Regions from separate parts of the Danio rerio genome. Here region 2 is linked to region 1. Evidence: chromatin contacts called from public Hi-C data. All regions are on one chromosome and are shown on one strand. Each heading gives the region's core, a stretch centred on a gene start, on an enhancer-like site or on the middle of the called end of the contact. The rest is flanking DNA. Distances are from core to core; before and after follow the strand shown.

Region 1 (5,036 bases), core at 1,491-3,990:
GAGCTCAGAAACAGCTGGTGAGACTCACTCATATATGCATCCTTCTGTGTCTAGAGACTGTGGACAATAGAGCTGCACCCAGGTCAGTCTGAGGTGGGGCTGCAGTGCCTGCTGTGGCTCAACAGTCCAGTACAGGAGCAGCATTTACTGATTATTCTGCTGTATTTACTGATTATTCTGCTGTGTTTTCTGTATTTTCTGCTGTATACGCTGTGCTCAGGGTCTCAGGCCGTCCACAGCAGATGCTGAAGGGTGTCAGCAGGTCAACAGCCCAGAGCATCAAGGGAAAAGAGCGTCTCAGAGAAAGCAGCAGGAGGTCAGTGACAGCACACTCATGCCTGTGTGTGTGTGTGTGTGTGTGTGTGTGTGTGTGTGTGTGTGTTGTTCTGGTATTTACAACTTAATGAGGACCAAATGACCAAGAGCAGTACATGTTGGGCTTGGGTGTTGATCTGTGTGGTCTCCATGAGGAGCAGGGCTGATAGATCAGGCTGGAGGAGTGTGCAGAGAAGAGTGTTTACTGAGAGGGATGAGTTTAGAGGGAGAGGAGAGAATACACAGTCTGTACACTACAAACCTTACCACAGCTGTGTGTGTGTGTGTGTGTGTGTGTGTGTGTGTGTGTGTGTGTGTGTGTGTGTGTGTGTGTGTGTGTGTGTGTGTGTGTGTGTGTGTGTGTGTGTGTAGGAGTACCTGCAGCAGCTCCAGCTCATCAGACAGCAGTATCATCGGGATGTCAGACAGATGAGGATGAGGCCAGATGTTGAGGTATGTGCAGTCGCTCCGGAGATGAAGATGATGGAGAGGGAGGTAATGGAGATGATGATGGTGGTGCTGGTGAAGATGATGATGATGGAAATGATGATGATGAAGATAACGGTGATGATGATGAAGATGAAGATGAAGATGTGGTGTTGATTTCAGGAGACCCCTGCGGCGGCAGGAACAGACACATTGAACTTTAACGGACACACACACAGGAAACAGCAGCAGGTAAAAACACAGCAGACTCAACACACACACACACACACACACACTGACGTCTGAGCCACACACTCTGCTGGATGTGTGTGTTTCAGAGAGGAATCATGTTTGAGATCAAGCTGACAGAGGAGAAGAAGATGGAGGAGGACGAGGAGTCGGAGGTGAACAGGTGCAGCTCACGAACACACACTGAGCCCACACTGAGCCTCTCTCACCTGTGTGTGTGTGTGTGTGTGTGTGTGTGTGTGTGTGTGTGTGTGTGTGTGTGTGTGTGTGTGTGTGTGTGTGTGTGTGTGTGTGTGTGTGTGTGTGTGTGTGTGTGTGTGTGTCGCAGGATGAGCCCCTGAACGACACACTGACGTTTGCACAGGCAGAACAGCTTCAGATTCCACCGCACGGCTCTCTGGACAGACAGGAAGAGGAGGAGCCAGGGGTGAAGAGAGGCCAATGGGGTCGCGGCGCTGCAGAGACTTTACTGAACGCTCTGGAGAACATGAACATGACTGACAGCACCACTGACGCATCACTGACAGGTGACACACACACACACACACACTCTCTATCACACACACAAACTCATACACACACTTTAACAATCTCCGTCTCTCACACATACACACACATGCATGCATATACACAAACCCACACACACACTTCAGGCTGACTATAGTTAGTGTGTGTGTGTGTGTGTGTGTGTGTGTGTGTGTGTGTTTGTGTGTGTGTGTGTCAGATATAAGTGCAGAGAAGATCAGTCCAGCACTGAGGAACAGAGACACTGAAGGTTCTGGAAACACACTCAGCTGAGCTCCACATGGACGCTCTGCTCATATAGAGTGTGTGTGTGTGTGTCATATTCATCATCCTCACTTCAGTCTGTCTGGAGTTTTCCTGTGTGTTAGTGCAGGGCTGATGTGTCCAGAGTGTGTTCAGTTTGGTGTGTGTTGAGTGTGTGTTGTGTTCAGTATGAGTGTGTGAATCTGACTGACTGCAGTTTCAGAAGAGCAGGAGGAAGACAACAGGAAACACTGGACACAGCGCCTGCCGCACACACTCCTGAATGCACTCGCTCAAGCGGAGCTCACTGACTGCAGCACAGGTACACACACACACACACACGCACGCACGCACACACACACACACACACACACAGAGCACAGCTCGCTGACTGCAGCACAGATAAACACACACACAGAGCAGGTGTTCGATAACGTGTGTGTCTGTGTGTGTGTGTGTGTGTGTGTGTGTGTGTGTGTTCACCCAGACATGCTGCTGTCATCAGATAAAGCTCGTCTGACAGATGAAGAGGAAGATGGAGAAGTGGAGGAGGATGAAGAGCGCCTGCAGCCTCGATCAGATGATGAAGACACGTGAGCCACACACACACACACACACACACACACACTTACAGACTCACACTCTTGTTCTCTCATGTACACACACACACACAGATTAACATGCTCATTCACACGCAGAAGCACACAATCACTCTTTCTGTCTCTCTCTCTCACACACACACACACACACACACACACACACACACTTACAAACACAGAGAAACAGAAACACACTCTCTCTCTATCTCTCTCTGGTGTGTGTGTGTGTGTGTGTGTCAGAATCTTCGAGGACTCAGATGATGAGCTCCGGCAGCAGATCTGTGACTCCATGAGGAACCTGCTGACCACACAGGAGATGCAGGAGCAGAGCAGCGCACAGGAAGTGGAGCACCACACACAGGAAGTGCCTGAGGACAGCGTTCTAGATCATGTGGAGAGCGAGCGGCCTGAGGACGAGTCTCAGAGACACACAGCAGACTGAGGAGACTCAACAGCAGCATTAAAGCAGGTTTCCTCTGTGATCCGCTGTACAGTCAGGATCTGTCCTTCACGATGGCTCCAGCACAGACTGAGACGGACTCAGAGGAGTCGTGCTGATCTTCATCTGTGTGTATTGTGTGTTCGCTGTTGCTGCTGTGGAGTATGGTGCTGGACAACACTCAGAATAAATGACTGCAGTGTTCTGACACACACACACACACACACTGTTCATCCTGCATCAGGCCTGTGTAGCTCCACCGTCTCACTCATGTCGCTTCGTTCATCTTCAGACACATGTGAGGATGTTTTAGATGAAGTCCTGGCTCCATATTCAGTCAATATTTCAGTCGATTAAAGACTTTTTTCAGACCTAAAATGGAGTTTTGTATATGGTGTTTGTATATACTCTGGATATGGTGTTGGTTTGGATATGTCAGTAGTTGGAGCTTCATATGATCACAGCTGAACACTGAAGACACATGGACTGTTTGAGCAGGGGTCTCAGACTCAGTTTACCTGGGGGCCGCTGGAGGCCGAGTCTGGCTGAGGCTGGACTGCATCAGGTTTTCCACAATAAATTAAGTATATATTATTAATTTGTTAATTTTTTTCATCTTGTTTTGTGTTAAAAATAAAAATAAAGAGATTTGAGAAGATCGAGAATTACAACACAAAATAAGATGAACAAAATAAAAAATAAAAGTGAATAAAGCCATATTTCAATCAGTAATAATAATAATAATAATAATAATAATAATAATTAGGTTTACTGTGTCCGCTGAGCTGTTGTTACAGGAAAAAGCAACTCTGTGTTGTTGTTGTTTGTTTTGACTGCTTTTACATCATATAGAAATACATGTGATGTTTATGGTGTGAGGCAATGCAGATACAGTGTGTATGTGCCATCGATCCGTCTCTTCTTGTCTTGTTTCTCTGAATTAGCAGGATTTGAACGCGGGTAACATAAGACAGTCCAGTGATGTCATTTCGAACATGTTTAATAACAACTTAACTGAACTATAATACACGGTCAAAAAACTGTCTTGCTTCCATCTTCATGACACAACTTCTTCCTTACCGGAAGTGACATCAGCATATACTCTATATTAAAAATTAAATTACTTTTAGTAAAATATTTTCAAGTTGCTTTTTACATTATTATCAATTTAGCATAAATAAAACAATGAACTTATAGCTCTTATACAGTGCAAGTAGCGCGATGCAAATGACCAACAGATAACGGTGTGACTCTATAATAGGTCCGGTTACCGGGGACTCTTATTGCAGATGGACAGGTGTCGATGTGTGACTGCAGATGAGTACATCATCCTGGGTTACTCAGTTTCTCTCATCTCTTTGCTTTGATTATTGTATGCATCACTCTGATTTGTTTTGTGTGAGAGAGACGTCACATTACCTCTCTCAGTGCCTTTTCAGTTCACTTCCAAGCGTAAAATAGTGATTAAATGACCGACTCTGGCTAATCTTCAAGAAGAGCCCACAGTTAGCTCCTCCATCATGTTCTGTGGCTGACCTGACTCGTGTTGCTTCTGCCTCCCGCTATCCAGATCCAGCGAGGCAGTTCCAGCTTCTGGAGATGTCTTTTGCTCAGCCTCATTATCAGATTTACTGCTTATTAAAATAAATACAGAAAAGCAAAACACGAATATCTGACATTTCCAGCAAGATCTGGCTCAAATTAAGCACTGATGCACACACATTTATATATTTATAGTGTCCCGCAGGGCAGCAACTTAAAAACATTGTGATTTGAGGACAAGTGTTGTGAATGAAGTGTGCTGGGATAGGTGTCTGTGTGTGCACAATAGAAACGAGGCATCCAGCAGGCACAGAGGAAAACCCTCCATGGCAACTCTGCTGTACCTTTCTCTGAGAAATGCTTCTCTGCCTGCATCATGTGCTGCTGATGTCCCGCCCCCGAGAGCCAAATACCCCACCGTGATTGGTGGGTTCTTTTAGCGCCGCACACAACACTGTAAAGTGCCATCCATATTAAAGCCGCGAGTTGGAGACCCCTGGTTTTGAGGATGTCTTTGGTCTGCTCTGGACTGTGAGCGTCTTGGGACCCTTGCTGTCTCTGGCGGATGAAGAGCTCCAGGATTTCATCTGAAACATCCTCATGTGTGTGTCTGAAGATGAACGGACCTCTCAGGGGACCGTGATGACATGAGGGAGAGGAGTTAATGACACAGTCTTCATTTTTGGGTGAATTAATGC
Region 2 (5,036 bases), core at 1,408-3,907, 210 kb before region 1:
TTGCTGAGATATATCACACATGCACACACGCACACAAACGCAAACACAAAAACACAAACACACACACACAACCACACAAACAAACACACACACACACACACACACACACAAACACACACACACACACACACACACACAACACACAGTTAGAAACACACCTTGAACTTCTGCTGCAGAGAATCGATCTCGTCCTCCTTCAGCTGAAGCTTGTCCTTAAGATCATCCAGTTCCTTCTTCAGAGTCCGAATTGTTGATTCCAGACTCTTCATCTCCACCTGAAACACACACACACACACACACACACAACACATACACACACACACACACACTTACACTCATATAACAATGCTGCATGTTGCACAATAGAGCGCGCTGATTGGTTTGAACAGAGCTTTACTCATGCATTAATGCAGCACACTGTAAGACGTAATAAGACTCACTCTGGCACAGACGTCCAGTCTGCACGCTGGAATACACGCTATTATCTCATGACTGTAACGCAGCTTCAAAAATTCGTTTCAAACCGGAAGTACGAATTTGCTGGAATACATGCAAAAACAACCAATTTACACTTTTTAGTGAGATATAGGTGTCCTAATAGTGTTTTCAGCAGTGTGGGACACATATACCACTGTCAACAGCTCAACACATGTGCTCTGGTGTTTCGTGACCCTTTAAAGGCGCCTCTGTTGACGCTGGAGCTCAGCGTAGAGGAGAGCAGGAGCAGTCAGCGCAGATTAACACACAGTCATCACAGCTGTGGCAGACGGAGAGAGTCGGCTGCTCTACACTGAAGGGTTTTGAGTTCGGATGAGAACGAGAGTCTAGATTACGGAGATCAGGAGGACGAGAGCTCCAGAGCTGAGGAGCCGAGGGGCTGAAGGATCTGCTGCCCACGGGGACAGGAGGAACAGTGAGGTGGATGAAGGAGGAGACCTGAGTGCTGGAGAAGCTGTGCTGAGATGAACACCGCTAGTCTGATATGGAGGAGGAGATGGTGGAGATGGCTTTAAAAGTGAGAGGAAGTGCTTCATCAGTAATCCTGAAGGAGATGTGGAGCAGTGAGTCTGCTGTAGAGCGGTGTGATGTGACAGACAGAGGGGTGCGGGTGATCATACGGGCTCATATCATCACACCAGCTGAGGAGGTTAATTAGGGAGGACAAGCAGAGGAGACGTAAACTCTGAACAGGAACAGCAGATGAGTGAGCTGTGAGGGGAGGACGTAAACGATCGACATGTCGAAGGTGGAAATAAGCAGAGCGGGAGACGTTATTACAGTGGATCCTGCACCCATGAGAAGGAGCTCAGTTTAATCATCATTTACCTTCAGCAAGTTTGAGGTGAACCAGGATTAAAACAAACACACACACATAAACACAGACGTACAGTTACACATAAGATATGTACAGAGGAAGTCAGAATTATTGAGGGGAGTCTGGCTGCAGACTTGGTGCAGATGCAATCTCAGCTGCATACAAGGGTTTTTAATGTGCTCACCTAACCCCGCCCCTCACAGTGATGTCACCCACTCCATTGAGGGCATTGTGTCTGACACTGCATCTCTGAGAGATGCAATCCCAGCTTGCATCATAAAGGCTGCATCCAGATACTGTTAGAATTATTTTGATGTTTCTCAGATTCAGGAAATGTTCACAGTGTTTCCTCTAATATTTGTTCTTCTGGAGAAAGTCTTATTTGTTTTATTTAGGCTAGAATAAAAGCAGTTTTTAATAGTTTTAAAGTCATGTTAAGCTCAATATTATTGGCCCCTTCAGCAATATTAGTGTTGGATTGTCTCCAGAACAAACCACTGTTATACAATGACTTGCCTAATTACCCTAACTTTACCCTAATTACCCTAGTGAAGCCTTTACATGTCACTGTAAGCTGAACACTAGTGTCTTGAAGAAGATCTAGTCTAATATTATTTACTGTCATCATGGAGAAGAGGAAACACATCAGCTATTAGTGATGATGTGCTGGAGAAATCTGCTCTGTTAAACAGAAACTGGGGAATAAAATAAACAGGGGGTGAATAATTCTGACCTTAACTGTACACACACACACACACACACACACACACACACACACACACACACACACACACACACACACACACACACCTGCAGCTCCTCCAGGTCTCTCCTGAACTGCTCCTCCTGGATCTCCTCGTCCTTCATCCATCTCTCCAGCTCTGCTTCTGCTCTCCTCTTCTCCTTCTCGGACTCCGCCTTCTCCAGCAGCAGTCTGGACCTCTCATTATCCGCACTCTCGATCAGATCCTGTGCGGACACGTCATCGATCAATTATCGACCATCAATCATCAAATATCGATCAATTATTAGTCAGGTTGTACCTTGAGTTTCTGGAGCTCGTCGCTCATCGTGCTCTCGTCCTGAAACTATCGGAGATAAGCGCGATTATTGATTATCGATTATCAGAATCATCAATAACTGAAGTCAAACTCGTGTAAACAAGCAGTACCTGAGTGTCTCCAGCGGAGTCAGACATGCTGAATGGTGGAGCAGTGATATTAAAGCCGATATTAGCGAGCAGGTGTCGGTGAGCTGAGCTGTTTACTGCTGTTGTTTTTCTCGGTGCTCTTCCTGGAGCTGGAAATCACGTGAGCGGCCAAGCGAAAGCGAAACCGAACCGAGAGATGAGGCGGATCTTTCGGGGGATTTGAGTCTTCATCGTCAGTGTGTAGAGGAGGGTGAGCAGGATGGAGGGCAGGAGTCTGCTTCTGGAGGGTCTGCCCGATGATTTCCACAAACTGAAGCCCAAACTAGAGCTTTACTTCAGAAACAAGCGCAGGTCAGGAGGAGAAATCCTGCATCTCCGAGAACATGAGGAGGACAGACGGAAAGCTCTGCTGGATTATTTACAAGAGGAGGGTGAGATATGACATACTGTTCAACCCAGCCGCTGGGTCAAATACTGACCATTTCACTGTGGGCATGTCACCGGTCCATGAACATTCCCTGCTCATGTAGTTATTAAACTATTTCATAACTGTAGCAAGAGGCAAATCACTATCATGACTGAATGTTAAACAGCTCTCATAACGATACTGATCATCATGTGGCTCATTCTGGTTTCTGTGAAGCTGTAGAAATTAAACATTGATAACAGGCTGGGAGTCTGGGACCGCTTGTGTTTACAATAGAGGTAAAGTTGGTTTTATTCACACATTCGTTCATTTAGCAGTCTCTATATTGTTTACCATGTTACTTTGAATATTCGAATGGAATTAGCATGCAAGTATGACTTCTAGACAACATTAACAGTATCTAATTCACTGTGAACATTGTTGCACTTTAATAGTCATTTGCTGCTAATATGAATTCCCTGTTTAGAATTATTAAACATTACTTTTCTGAAATTACTTTATTAAAGAGAAAGTCTGAATATCCGAATATAAAACCAACTTTACCTCTATGTGTTTACATCCCTCAAAATGGTGTATGGAGACAAAAACACAACATGTCATTAAAATTAAATGGGTAATTCCCCTAAAACTCTGAAGTCATAATGTGCTCACCCTGTTTGACTTCTGCAGAACACAAAGCAGATATTTTAAAGAATGCTGAAACTGCTCACTGTTCGCTTCAGCGCTGTGTGTTTTCCCTATGGCAGTCAGCGGGTCCAGGTTTCTTCATTAGTGTTCTACAGACGACAGGAACTGAAAGGAGTAAACAGCGGGTCACTTTTCACTTTGGGCTGAACTGCCCATTTAAAAAATGAGCCCAGCATTGAGCTAAAGCTATCTCTTTAGATGAACCTCACATTACAGCGTATACATGAATATAACGCAGCTGTTTAAGCTATATCCGGTGTGACAGACTCACTCCTGTGCTGCAGATCTGCAGAAGGTGCTGGACACCAGAGTCCATACGGTGACTTTAAAAGGTTACGGAGAGGTGGAGCTGACGGTGAAGCTTCCAGAGCAGAAGAACAGACCAGCAGAGCTGAAGACACCGGAGGACAGCCTTCAGCACAAGGTCACTCACACCACCTCTCACCACTCACGAGCTGCTCATCAGTATCATTATTCAGGGTTCAACTCGTCTCATCTGTGTCTGATCAAACAACAGAAGCAGATGTGTAAATCACACCACACCGGCTCACTGAACAGGCCAAATCTGAGATTATCTGGACTTTACTACAACTATATTAAGCTGCTTTGACTAGGCATGGGCCTGTATAAGATGCTGACGGCATGATAACCTTGGATGAAAGATCACGGTATCACAGTATTGTGATTACTGCTTCAAAATTAAATGATAAATCAAATAATAATAATAATAAATTAAATAATTTATGATGATGAGCAATAAGACAATATAAACGAAGAGCTGCACTTTCATTTTGAATAATGAAACTCTCAGACATCATCGGCAGATATAAATCAGAGGCAGGACTCTCTCATACAGAGCTTTACATTATAGAGAGAGATAACAACAGATAAACCAAGACTGCTGTTCCCTCAATGATCCTGACTCTCAGTAATAGTTCAGCATGCTTTCACTTTCACATTTCACATGAGATGCACATTTACTGGTAGGAATGACACCCTGCCCTGCTCGTAATTCTCGCTTAATATAGCCAGATATGCCTATTACGCATGTTTAATACAATGTGATATAGCCTGGTTCGTTAGTTCATTGGATCGTATCGCTTTCGCACTATAATCAATTTGTTCTAGAGTTCGTTTCAATCGAGCAGAGACCACCTCATTCAGGCAATCTTGGACGGATTGATTCAGCGTGGGATTGAACGCGATTGCTGGATTCACATATGCCAAACAAACCAGCCAAACTGGGGAAATGCACCAGGTTCTGAAACAAAAGTCTAGATGTGAAAGCACCCTAAAATGTCTTGGTAAAAAAACAACAACCTGACCATATTAAACACTCTATCGTTTACTTTAAGAAACATTTACAATAGTTGGGAGCAGTAGCTTTTGAGGAGCAGGTTCCTCTTCTGCTGGACGTACTGTTGCCCTTAAAGCAAAATTAAATAGTTGTGAAAAAC

The links. A called contact is a pair of places that touch in the nucleus more often than the background predicts.
Region 2: a Hi-C map of embryo shows a contact between it and region 1, with 2.9 times the contacts expected there. The contact joins the promoter of nmi here to the enhancer-like site in region 1. A contact is called at or near these places in 1 of 18 Hi-C or Micro-C datasets (embryo) and 1 of 4 datasets of contacts at active chromatin or transcription factors (caudal fin).

Annotation. Positions count from the first base shown.
Region 1 is chr9:58,638,940-58,643,975 of GRCz12tu, reverse strand. It overlaps LOC108179575 (serine/threonine-protein kinase Nek5), which reads left to right. Exons shown (of 19, transcript XR_012385749.1): 11 at 1-82; 12 at 221-316; 13 at 688-768; 14 at 925-993; 15 at 1,080-1,145; 16 at 1,319-1,517; 17 at 1,715-2,080; 18 at 2,246-2,351; 19 at 2,598-3,174. Among named protein-coding and RNA genes, the nearest start is that of lcp1, 15 kb to the right of the region's middle. Within about 2 kb of position 2,740, at least 5 of the 62 cell types and tissues checked have an H3K27ac peak or open chromatin away from gene starts, as enhancers often do.
Region 2 is chr9:58,852,328-58,857,363 of GRCz12tu, reverse strand. It overlaps nmi (N-myc (and STAT) interactor), which reads right to left and starts at 2,657. Exons shown (of 9, transcript XM_073913405.1): 1 at 2,487-2,657; 2 at 2,359-2,403; 3 at 2,126-2,284; 4 at 159-275. The coding sequence starts at 2,513. It overlaps parp14rs3 (poly(ADP-ribose) polymerase family member 14-related sequence 3), which reads left to right and starts at 2,666. Exons shown (of 25, transcript XR_012385755.1): 1 at 2,666-2,896; 2 at 3,864-4,003.